2 separate regions of the Hordeum vulgare genome follow, and region 2 is linked to region 1. The links are chromatin contacts, called in public Hi-C maps. All regions are on one chromosome and are shown on one strand. The core of a region is the stretch at or near the end of the contact, and the rest is flanking DNA. Distances in the headings are between cores, read along the strand shown.

Region 1 (5,528 bases), core at 1,025-3,524:
TCTCTTCGCCGAACTAGTGCACCTATACAATTTTCCATTGTATTGGGTGTGTTGGGGACACAAGAGATTTGTTGTATTTGATTACAGGGTTGTTTGTGAGAGACCATCTTCATCCTACACCTCCCATAGGTTGATAAACCTTATGTCATCCACTTGAGGGAAATTTGTTGTTGTCCTACAAAATTCTGCCTTGGAAGCCCAACAACGTCTACAAGAATAAAGTTGCATAGTAGACATCAACTCTTTTCTAGCGCTGTTGCCGGAGAGGAGAGTGCTTAAAGATATATCTTTAGATCTTGCAATTAAATATTTTATTTTTTTATTTTTCACAAGTTCTTCGACACCATTGCGCCCATGAGTAACTCGGTGCCTCCTTGCGCCCCCGGCTCCACGATGACTTCACGACACCTGCTACCCCGCCTCGACATCGACCATGACATTATTCGCACGGCTACCTCGACCACGGCTACACCATCCTACGCTCTCGGCTACCTCGACAAAAGCATAAATGACTACTACCTTGCTTGAGCAACCTCGTCGGTTTTCACTCCAGCCACAACTTCCGTAGATGGGGGATGACCGTCGGCTTACCTTCGAATTCTTATTCACTCTCACCGTCTGCGTCGCTGCCATTGTGACTGCGAGGGGATGTTGAGTATATTGACTAGTTAGGAAATATGAGATAGACTGTGATTTGTTCTACCTTGTCTTGTACTTTAAGTTGGTCATTGTACTCATATATATACATCCATGCTGCTCAGACAATACAACAACTGTTTCACTAATCTCTCTTTCCCTTCTAACAGCCAAGATGGATTTTCATTCTGGTTGACAAAGTAACCACCGACGACCAACACATCAGTGAGGAGACAAAGCCTTCAGCAAGGTAATTAACAACACAAGCTCGTCACAGCTGAGCCCAACTAATCAAGGCCAGAACAAGCTTGATGTGGGGTGATACCACTCATCAAAATAAAATTTTGGTACTCACAAAAAATTATTCTTTTGAGGGTAATGCTCCGTATGTGGTGAGACTACACCTCAAGATAAAAATCTCGATAATCTTTACCTAATAATAAAGAGGCTATCGCTTCCGTCGGAAAACCCACCGAGGTGATTTTACAAAAAAAACCTTACTGTTTATGACATTAAACTCGTAGTATATATTAAATATTTTTTTTAAATACTCATATCTTTTAAACCGTAACTCCAAATTTAACATATTATACATGGAATTTGATTAGAAAAATATGTAGAATTTAAATATGATATTATTTTATCTGTTAAACGTTTAATAAAAATACTATCTAGGGTGCAATCTTAATAAATAAGTCATTATTCGTCTTTCTTTCACACCGGTACTCATCCGGGTTGGGAATGAACACGTCAACAAAATCAGGATTAGAGATGAAACTGAAGGTCACTTGACTGATTCTTTGTACGTATTAAATCTACATGCAAGCCGTGTTAAAATAGAAGACCTATGAAATTTTGAACTGCATTTTTGTAGGATAAGATCATCTTTATTTATATCGTAACTATAAATTTTCAAATTATAGATTTTTTTATAAATTAAGAGCGTGTGCCGTGTGGTATTTCTTTCTCCCGTTGCAACACATGGGCCCTTTTGCTAGTCATACTAAAAAGGATATGTGCATACAATGCATTATTGATTGGTGCAGAGGTTAGAGGTTAGGAGAAATAAAATTCTCTCATATTTTTATAGAAAAATCCTTTATTAGTATCATGCAAGAACTGAATTAACACCCGCAATTGCATATTTGGAGACTACATCGAAGTCCAGAAACATCATCTCTATTTACGTAGTAGCTCAGAAAGCAACATTATGCCTTTTCTTTTCCTTTACAAAAAGGGGAGGCGATAAGACTTTGCGTGGAGACGAGAGCTCCAAGGACAAGCAGGAGGCACAGCACTCTCTATCTCCTTCTAGAACTCAGATTGCGGGAAGACGGAACCCGTGTGGCTGATAATGTAGCCCAATGTAGTATGTAGCTGAATGATCTAGCTGATGTTGGCGACATGCTTGAGCGATCTGACGAGCCTCTTCCAAGTACAGTACTTTGAGCAGCGATTTGGCCGAGTACTGTACGTAGCACCGCGCTTCAGGCACATCAATCAAGCTTCAAATAGATAGATTTGCCTGCTGTCACATCATGGAAGAAGTTTCCACATATGTCACTGTCGCCACCAACTATGTGTTGCCCAATACGGTGGTCGCCGGACCTGAAGTGGCCGGCAGCGGCAGGCGTGGTCCAGAGTGAGTGAGCCAGGGATTCCAGTTTCCAAGGGCCGGCTACCTGCAGCTCGACTCCAACCACTAAGCAATATAGCAACCAACTGGCCGATCCATGAAAAATGTCGTCAGGAATAGATCACTAATCGCATCATCGCGTGCATTATGTTATAGCGTCATTCAGCAGAGAGCAGCAAATTAAGCACGCGTGTAGGTTCTCTGTATGATGGACGGGCCAGGCGTGGAGGCCGAGTGATCATTTGCCCAACGTACGTTTCTTTGTTGTAAAGCAGCGTGCAACCTGCTTGATGATGTACAGTACAATGCACGAGGGAACTCGTCGCGTGCCACCCATGGATTGGCGCTGTGGTTAACTTGGCACTGTATTCTTTTTCGTGTTCCTTGTCAGTCACTCGATCGACGATGTGATCTCATCTGTTGCCGGTCGCTGATGACCATCTGGTGTCGGTGCGGGCGAGTCTTAGCCGTCGCGCTGCCTTGGGCTTCAAGGTTGCTTGGCTATCCCGCAATGATGCACGTATGCACCCATCATCATGGTTTCTTTTTCTCGGCCGCGTGCATGGCCGGCCGTCTCCGGGGACGCGTCGTCATCGTACGCGCTGACCCTGACGGACGGAGGTAGGTGAGGTGAAGATGTTTTTTTTTTTTTCAAGCGAGGTGAGTGAAGGTGTTGTGGTGCGATGGAATGCGCCAAAAGTCTATATCCATAAATTTAACATGTTATATATGTAGTTTGATTAGAAAAATGGTAGAATCTAAATATATAGTTATTTTACATGTTAATCATTTTAGAAATGTAATTTAAGATGCAAGCTTAGTCAATAGTGCATGATTCGTTCTTCTTTCATATCGGTGTTGATCCTGATTAAAAATTAAGACCTCGACAAACAAGGATAGAAGACAAAAGAAATCATATATAGCCACACATACACACCTCATAAAAACCTCACAAGAAAAAAATACAGATTTATCATCTTATGACGAGAGAGACTGGTTAGGATTGACATTTCAAATGTGTCGTGATCTTGTGAGCATTGAGGACACAGTCAAAAAAGGTGGAAAGAAGGATAAGCAGCACCACAGATGCAATGTCATGTGTTGAATAAATTATGTGAATTTATTGGGGTCTTTAGCTTAGTTATTGGGTTAGAGAAATGTTGTATCTCACTACTAATATAAGCATTACTTGCAAAAGGGTGCGTGCGTTTTAATGGGAGAAAAAAAATACCACACGCTCTTAATTTATTAAAAATGGTCTATAATATGAGAATTTGTAGTTACGACACAAACAAAGATGATCTTATCCTACAAAAGTGCAGTTCAAAATTTCACAGGTCTTCAATTTTAACACGGCTTGCATATAGATTTAATACATACAAAGAAACGGGCAAGTGACCTTCATTTTCATCTCCAATCCTGATTTCATTGACGTGTTCATCCCCAATCCAGATGAGTACCGGTATGAAAGAAAGACGAATAATGACTTACTCCCTTCGTTCCTAAGTATAAGGTGTATTAGTTTTTAAGAAAGTCAAACTCTATCTATGTTTGACTAACTTTATAGCAAAATATATAATGATTTAGAATATCAAATATATAAAATATAAAAATATATTTCATGATGAATCTAGTGACAATGATTTGGTATTCTAGACCTTGATATTTTGGTCTACAAGCTTGATCAAAGTTAGACAAGTTTGACTTTAAAAAAATACACCTTATATTAAGAAACGGAGGGAGTATTTATTAAGATTGCATCCTAGATAGTATTTTTATTCAATGTTTCATGGGTAAATTAACATCATATTCAAATTCTACATTTTTTTAATCAAATTCCATGTATAATATGTTAAATTTGGAGTTACGGTTTAGAAGATATGAGTATTTTAAAAAACATTTAATATATTCTATGGGTTTAATGTCAGAAACATTAGTTTTTTTATAAAATAGCACGATGAATTAAGAATATCAATTTTCTTTATTAGTAGGTACTAGCAAAAGGGCCAGTGCGTTGCAACGGAAGAAAAATAACTATAATCTTCAAAGATGCTGATCATATTACGTCCTTCAAATTTTAGGACATTTCTTGAAATGCATGAACATTTTTTGAATTAGCAAAGATTTTTTTCGATTGCACTCAAAAAATAATACACAAACTTTTTTTCTCAAAATCATGGACTTTTACTGTTTTCACCAACATTGTTCTCAAATTTATGAACATTTTTCTGAATATGGGAATACTTTTACAAATATCCCGAGCATTTTTTGAATTCAAAAACATTTTATGTTTTCTTCAAAATTCTATTTCAGAATTCTCAGTTTTATAAGTTGCAAAAGTTTTTCAAAATTCGATATTATTTAAATTTAAAAAATGGAAGAGAAAATAAAAGTAAAAAATGAGACTAAAAACAGAGGCACAAACTGTTTTTAAGATTTTTACACGGACTTTTGTTTAAAATTATTGACTTTTTTCATTTTACAGACATTTTCTAAAGATTTAAACATATTTTTGTATGTGCAAACATTTTTTTGTATGTGCAAACATTTTTCAAAACTCCTGAGTAGTTTTTGAATTCTCAAAAAAAATATGTTTTTTTAATATTTTATTTCAAAATTCTCAGTTTCTTAAATTTAAGAAAATTTATTTGAAGTTCCAAATTATTAATAGTAGAAAAAAATGGAACTGAAAAGTAAAATAAAAAAACTAAATTAAAAGAACAAGCGGCCACGCATGGGCCGGCCTAAATAGGTGTGCTGCATCTTTTTCCAATGCCCAGAGCGTAATGTACGAGTTGCCTACATGGGTCGGCCCAGTCCGGAGATTTTCCTGTTTGAAACGTTTTCTATGACTTATAAGTGGTAATTGTGGATAATTTTCATCAACTTTATGGGCAATATTAATGACGGACGACAGAAGCACTAATTGCTTTATTAGTACTAGTAAAAGGGTCCGTGCATTGCAACGGGAGAAAAAAAACCATCATCTTCAATAGCCATGATCACATTATATTCATATCTCATCGCATGATTTTCAAATTTTGTTCACAAATGCAAGAAAATATTTCTTCTTTTAATTTTATTCACAATTCACAAGTTTGAAACAATGTTTATATATTTTTTAAAATATCATGGTTGTCCAAAAACTTGGTAACTCAAAGAATTATTCTGAATTTCAAGAAACATTTTTTAAAATATACTATAATATTTCGATCCATCCTAACAATTAATTCTTCAAAATTCACTCAAGTATATA
Region 2 (5,528 bases), core at 1,969-4,468, 42 kb before region 1:
GCCCTGCACCTTGTCCATGTCGAACATCTTGGCGCCGAACGTGTACCCCACCGGCACGAACACCATGCCGTGGTGGGTCAGCTGGGTCACTGCTGTCAGCGGCGTCGTCTCCTGCCCGCCGCCCTGGGTGCCCGTGCTGAAGAACACGCCCGCCGGCTTGCCGGCCAGGCTCTGCTCCCTCCACAGCCCGCCCGTCGCGTCGAAGAACGCCTTCATCTGCGCCGCCATCATGCCGAACCTCGTCGGGAACCCGAACAGGACGCCGTCGGCCTCCGCCAGCTCCTGAGGGGAGATCACCGGCACGTCGGTCTTGGGTGGGGCACCCATCTTGCCAAGGACTTCCTCGTTCAGGATCTCAGGGACCTTTAATTAACATGGCAAAAAAAGATGATTCAAGATAGTTCTTGAGCCTGACGAGCATCGCAGCGGAGCTCACACGCTGTTGTAAACTGATAAACAGGACTGTCGATAGAGACTGACCTGCCACACTTTAACCTCCACGCCTTCAACAGAGGAAGCACCTTTCTTGATCTCATCAGCTAGCTTAGCAACATGACCATACATGGAGTAGTACCTGTCAAAATTTGGTAATGATTTTACTTCTTACTTCTTTATGTCGACCCGCAAGAAACAAGACATAATGATATATCTTTGTCAAATAAACATCAACCACTGCTACTTTTTGATTACGCGTGTTTCAGAGAACTTTAGTAAACACGCTAGGCTAACAAAAGGAATAAAGGACATCATGAACCAACTAGTCTATTACCCACCGCACAAATGTTCATCAATTAAATAACTGTGTAAGACACTTGTGCCGAGAATTTGTACTAGCTCTAGTACAAAGTTGTACTAACTTTGAGACATTTATTTTGAGGGAGGAAGTATATAACTACTCCCTCCGTTCCTAAATATAAGTCTTTTAAGATGTTTTGTTAGAGGACAACATGCGGATGTATATAGACATACTTTAGAATATATATTCATTTATTTTGCTCCGTATGTGGTCACATAGTGAAATCTCTAAAAAGACTTATATTTACGAACGGAGGGAGTACTTCAGTAAACTTAAGGCTGTAAGTTCTACTGCTGGTGATTGAAAAGAGTTTGCCCCCACAGCCACTAAAAAAACAGAGTAATCAATGTACAGGTAAAACTATAAGTTTGAAAAATGATGTCAAAATGTCACGAAGGGTTTGGGGCGAACTGTCAATCAAAGGTCTAATTAGAATAACCCAGGTGTTTCCCATCTTTTATCCAAAGGCTTCTAGATGCCTACTTTTTGGTAGTTGGGAAATCCCATTCAGCAAGCAAAATTTAAAAACATAGGCCAATCATAGCTTATGTTAGACAGTGATAGGGTGATACTAGTTAGTTATGTGCTTATGGTTTCTAATAGATGTGACTTCAAAGAAAGACGAGTGATGATAATTGATAGAGAAATGCTGCTTGCCAATAGCACGATGCATCCATTGCACCAAGGACTGAACACTCAAAGATGCTTGAAGACTCTAGTACTGTAGTTCGATTATGACCAAGAGTGGCATTCTTCAAATGCTGATTTAGGTTCTCATCCTTTCAGGATTAATTGTGTCATATTCCAATATTAAGAAGGCCAGCGGACTTGCGCATACTTTTTTGATAATTACTTTTGTGCTTCAAATAAGCTTTGTTGAGGCAGACATAATTGTGGAAAAACTAAAAGTCCATGTTGGTGGTGTGGCACTAGGAAGCAATAAGATCGAACACTACTACAAGCAAAGATCCAACACAGGAGACAGTGGGGTTGTAGTGGGAAATCAACAGCAACAGAAAAATGTCCTTTTAATCGCGGTGCTGCAACTGACAAATTTGCATATGTAAGCTGAAAGAAGGCCACCAAAATTTTAATCAACCTAAGACTATTTTTTAATAAACCCATTCTTTTAATAAGAAAGCATATCATTTCAAATAAGGAAGAAACTCATAAATTTATTTTAAAACGAGGGAAGGGGTAAACTAAAATTTGATTAAACATTTAGGCCAGTTCTCACCTAATACACAAGTTCCACATCGTACAAAACAAATTAGATTTGCATCACACTGATGATATTATGATTTCCATCCTATTTAAATCACAAAAGCTTCCATTTTATCTTTCTTGCTTTAAAAGGAGCTGTGCTCTATCATATAATAGGATATACTACTACATCGCACTAGAAACCCGAGCATCATATGCAGCCATGACCCATGAGTAGCTATCCCTATTAGTTGGTGGGAACAGGGTAAATGGTAAAGCAATTTCCGCATATTCTGCTAGTATGAAATTCATATAGGAAACGTAGCCCAAAGCAAGCAACTAGGGACAGTCAACAACCTTGGTGCTATTCTTCAGAAAGTTGGTAATCAAGGTGTTGCTGACTGCATCCACTGCCAGTGGTAACGGTAATTGGTTCGAGAAGTCGCGGATGTCTGCCGGGGCGGCGGATAGCAGAGAGGTGCGCGTTTCACACGACAGGGAGGAAAAATATTCAGGTAAAGGGACAGCTGCAGGATTATTAGTGCAGGATCAGGTCCCCGTCCATATCCGGCATCGATCCCATCACGGACCACCAGACCCACCACCGATGAAATCCACCCTGACTCCATGATTGATGATGCCCCCATACATACAGCTAATAATCTCTGCGGCTCTGAACCCTGCACCTGGACTGAACTGTGACCCGGATGATCATCAAAACTAGAGGTACAACCCTTCTAGATGGAGGCATCGACGGGGGGAGAGGGTCTCCGAAGAAGAACTGTACACTAATGGTCTGTGGTTGCTGCCGGGACATACGTTTCAATCCGATAAAGAAGGGCTCTACACAGAATCATCAACTATCTCTGATATTAACAACGTCTAGAAATAAGTACCATGCACACGAGACGAGAGTGAATTGTAACGCGGGGGTTAACGAAACAGTTGGTTTAGAGGGAGGGAGCGGGTGCTTACACGACGTAGACCTTGACCGCCATGGGAGGCGCGTGGGAGCTCCGCGGATCTGAGATCTGGTAGGAGGAGGAGGACGGCTCCGGTTGTTTAATGGGTTCGAGGGGGAAGGGAAGGGAACGGAGGCAGTGGGCAGTGATGGGAGATGGGAAGGAAGGCCGGGAGCATTTATAGGCCGGCGGGGTTGCCGTGCCGGTTGACCTCGGAGGTGAGGTCCCAAGTCCCAACCAACGAGTGAGTACTACAACCCCTGCCAAGCGGATCCGGGCACTGCCACTTGTGTGTGTGTGAGTGACCGCTGCTGAGTCACGTGCCGCTCATCCCTGGCCTCCGATTTACTCCCTCTGTTCCTAAATAGTTGTGGTTGGGTAGAACTAGATTAGTTTTCCCTAACAACAAATATTATGGTATAGAGGAAGTAGTATTTATTTATCTATTTTGGACAGACGGCCTCAAAACTTATTTACGCTGTACGTGTTTTTTAGGCGGACACTTATTTATACTTGCAACGGCTATTTTGTTTCTAGTGCTGTCTTTGCCATATTTTTTTAAAATGATAGTTATCCTGCATTCATTAAGGAAAACCGAACTAAAATCAGATTGTCCAGTTAAGTATGAAAAACTCTCATCATCATGCATGAGGGGGCTGCTCGTCTTCGTATGATTCTGGATCAATTTGTGGAGGCTACGGGCTTCGGATTAACTTCACCAAAAGCATGATGGTGCTGGTCCATGTCAAGCTAACGGTCAAGGAGCTGTTTTTTTGAGCTCTCGGATGTGTTGTTGGATCCTTCCCCCAGCCCTACCTCGGCTTGCCCTTGTCTTGGGAGAAGTTGAGATTCACTCACTTCCCTCGCCTGTGGGGCACCTTGTGCTGATAAACGACGTTCTGGACGCCTTGTCCACGTATGTCATGGCGGCTCTGCTTCTTCCGTCAGCTCTGATCCGAGAACTGGACGCCCTGCGGCGTGCTTTCCTATGGAACGTGGCGGATAGGGCTTCTGGAGCTCAATGTTTAGTGGTGTGGGATCAGGTGTGTCGTGCTAGGTCGGAGGGTGGTCTGGAGGTGCGCAACCTTGCCACTCAGAACGAATGTCTCCTGCTGAAGATGATCCATCGTCTGCACTTCGCTCCTCATTCACGGTGGGTTGCCTGGGTGTGGACCGTCGGTAATGGGTGCTTGCTTCTGGTGCGTGGTGAACACGCGCTGGGGGGACACATGGGGTCCTTGCCCGGCTGCTCCCCCTGTAACGCGCTCTCTCCATTGTCGACGTGGGGGACGAGCGCGTTTGCTCCTTCTGGAAGGACCGCCGGTTTCCATGCGGGGATCTAGCCACGACATTCCCTGCTCTCTTCTCGCACTCCATGGACGTCGAGGTTACGGTGTGACAGGTGCATGAAGAGGGGTTGGGCGGCTTCCTAGTCATGCGTCTCACGAGCACGGGGTTGTGTGGACTGTGTGGAATCACTGGCCCGATCAGCTGGTTCTCTGTGGAATCACTGGCCCGATCAGCTGGTTCTGTGGTACAGTCTACGGGTGAATTTTCCATGCTTTGCTACTGGCAATTATGGAAACACCGGAATGTTGTCGTGTTTTACGGGTAGCCTCCCTCTCTTGCTCGGGCCCTCAGCTGCTGCTGTGAAGTTGCACTGTTGTGGCGGGGTAGGCTGCATGGGGACAATCAATCTCATGTTGAAACTTGGCTGGTGGCTCTCTCGCCTTAGTTTCGTTTTCGAGGATTCATTCCCCACCCTCCTCTCTCTCACCCCCGTTATAACCGTTGAGAGGCACACATAAAAAAGCTCATGCACACCACTCCAAAGAGGGTCTCGACGAGACAGCACGCGGGCGTCATCGTCATCACTCCTCCCCAAGAGGCGTCATCGCCATCTCTACACTCTGAGCAAACGACTCTGACTCCGATGTAGGTGATCGTCGACTCAACCCACCTGCAGAGGACACATGAAGCTGCATGAAGAGCTATGCCATTATCTCAACCACCTGCGGCCAGTCGACGCAACTCCTGGCCGCAACTCCGACCTTGACGAAGAACTCTGAAGGACAAAATCAGGCACGACTGGCGCCACGGGAGATCACCAAACGGGCTACCTGCAGCCAGTCATCGTATACCACAGGGCCCCGCCACCGCAATTTCGACTCCATAGCAACAAACAAATCAAGGTAAAACCGTGGACACGCCGAAGAAGAGTCGACTACCGCAACCATTGTCGTGTCGCCGACATCGCTCCACCATCATCGTTGCCACAGAAGCCTGGACGCCACACCCATCGCCAACCGCCATCCACCGGTCCTGCTCATCGGCACCAAGCTCCCAAGACGAAGCCCCCAAGAGAGAATACGACACCAAGACGCTGCCATCGTCCAATCACAGATCAAGGTTTCCCCCGGAGAGGCCGAAATGACCATATCCGTGCCGGAGGGATGGGAGAATAAAGCAACGATGCCTCCAAAAAGAACAACGATGTTTACAGCCACCGCCATCACTGGTCGCAACACGAGGCCAAGACATGGTTTGCCATCTTCTTATGGTTGTCC

The links. Hi-C and Micro-C count contacts between places; a contact is called where the count stands out from the background.
Region 2: a Hi-C map of leaf shows a contact between it and region 1, with 2.8 times the contacts expected there. The contact joins the promoter of LOC123443428 here to the enhancer-like site in region 1. A contact is called at or near these places in 2 of 6 Hi-C or Micro-C datasets (both in leaf).

The regions. Positions count from the first base shown.
Region 1 is chr1H:439,723,282-439,728,809 of MorexV3_pseudomolecules_assembly, reverse strand. No RefSeq gene overlaps it. Among protein-coding and RNA genes, the nearest start is that of LOC123443428, 42 kb to the left of the region's middle. Within about 2 kb of position 2,274, at least 2 of the 3 cell types and tissues checked have open chromatin away from gene starts, as enhancers often do. A contact at or near this core is called in leaf, where this site is marked.
Region 2 is chr1H:439,766,052-439,771,579 of MorexV3_pseudomolecules_assembly, reverse strand. LOC123443428 (NAD(P)H dehydrogenase (quinone) FQR1-like) reads right to left here and starts at 3,218. Exons shown (of 3, transcript XM_045119791.1): 1 at 2,975-3,218; 2 at 481-574; 3 at 1-363. The coding sequence starts at 2,997.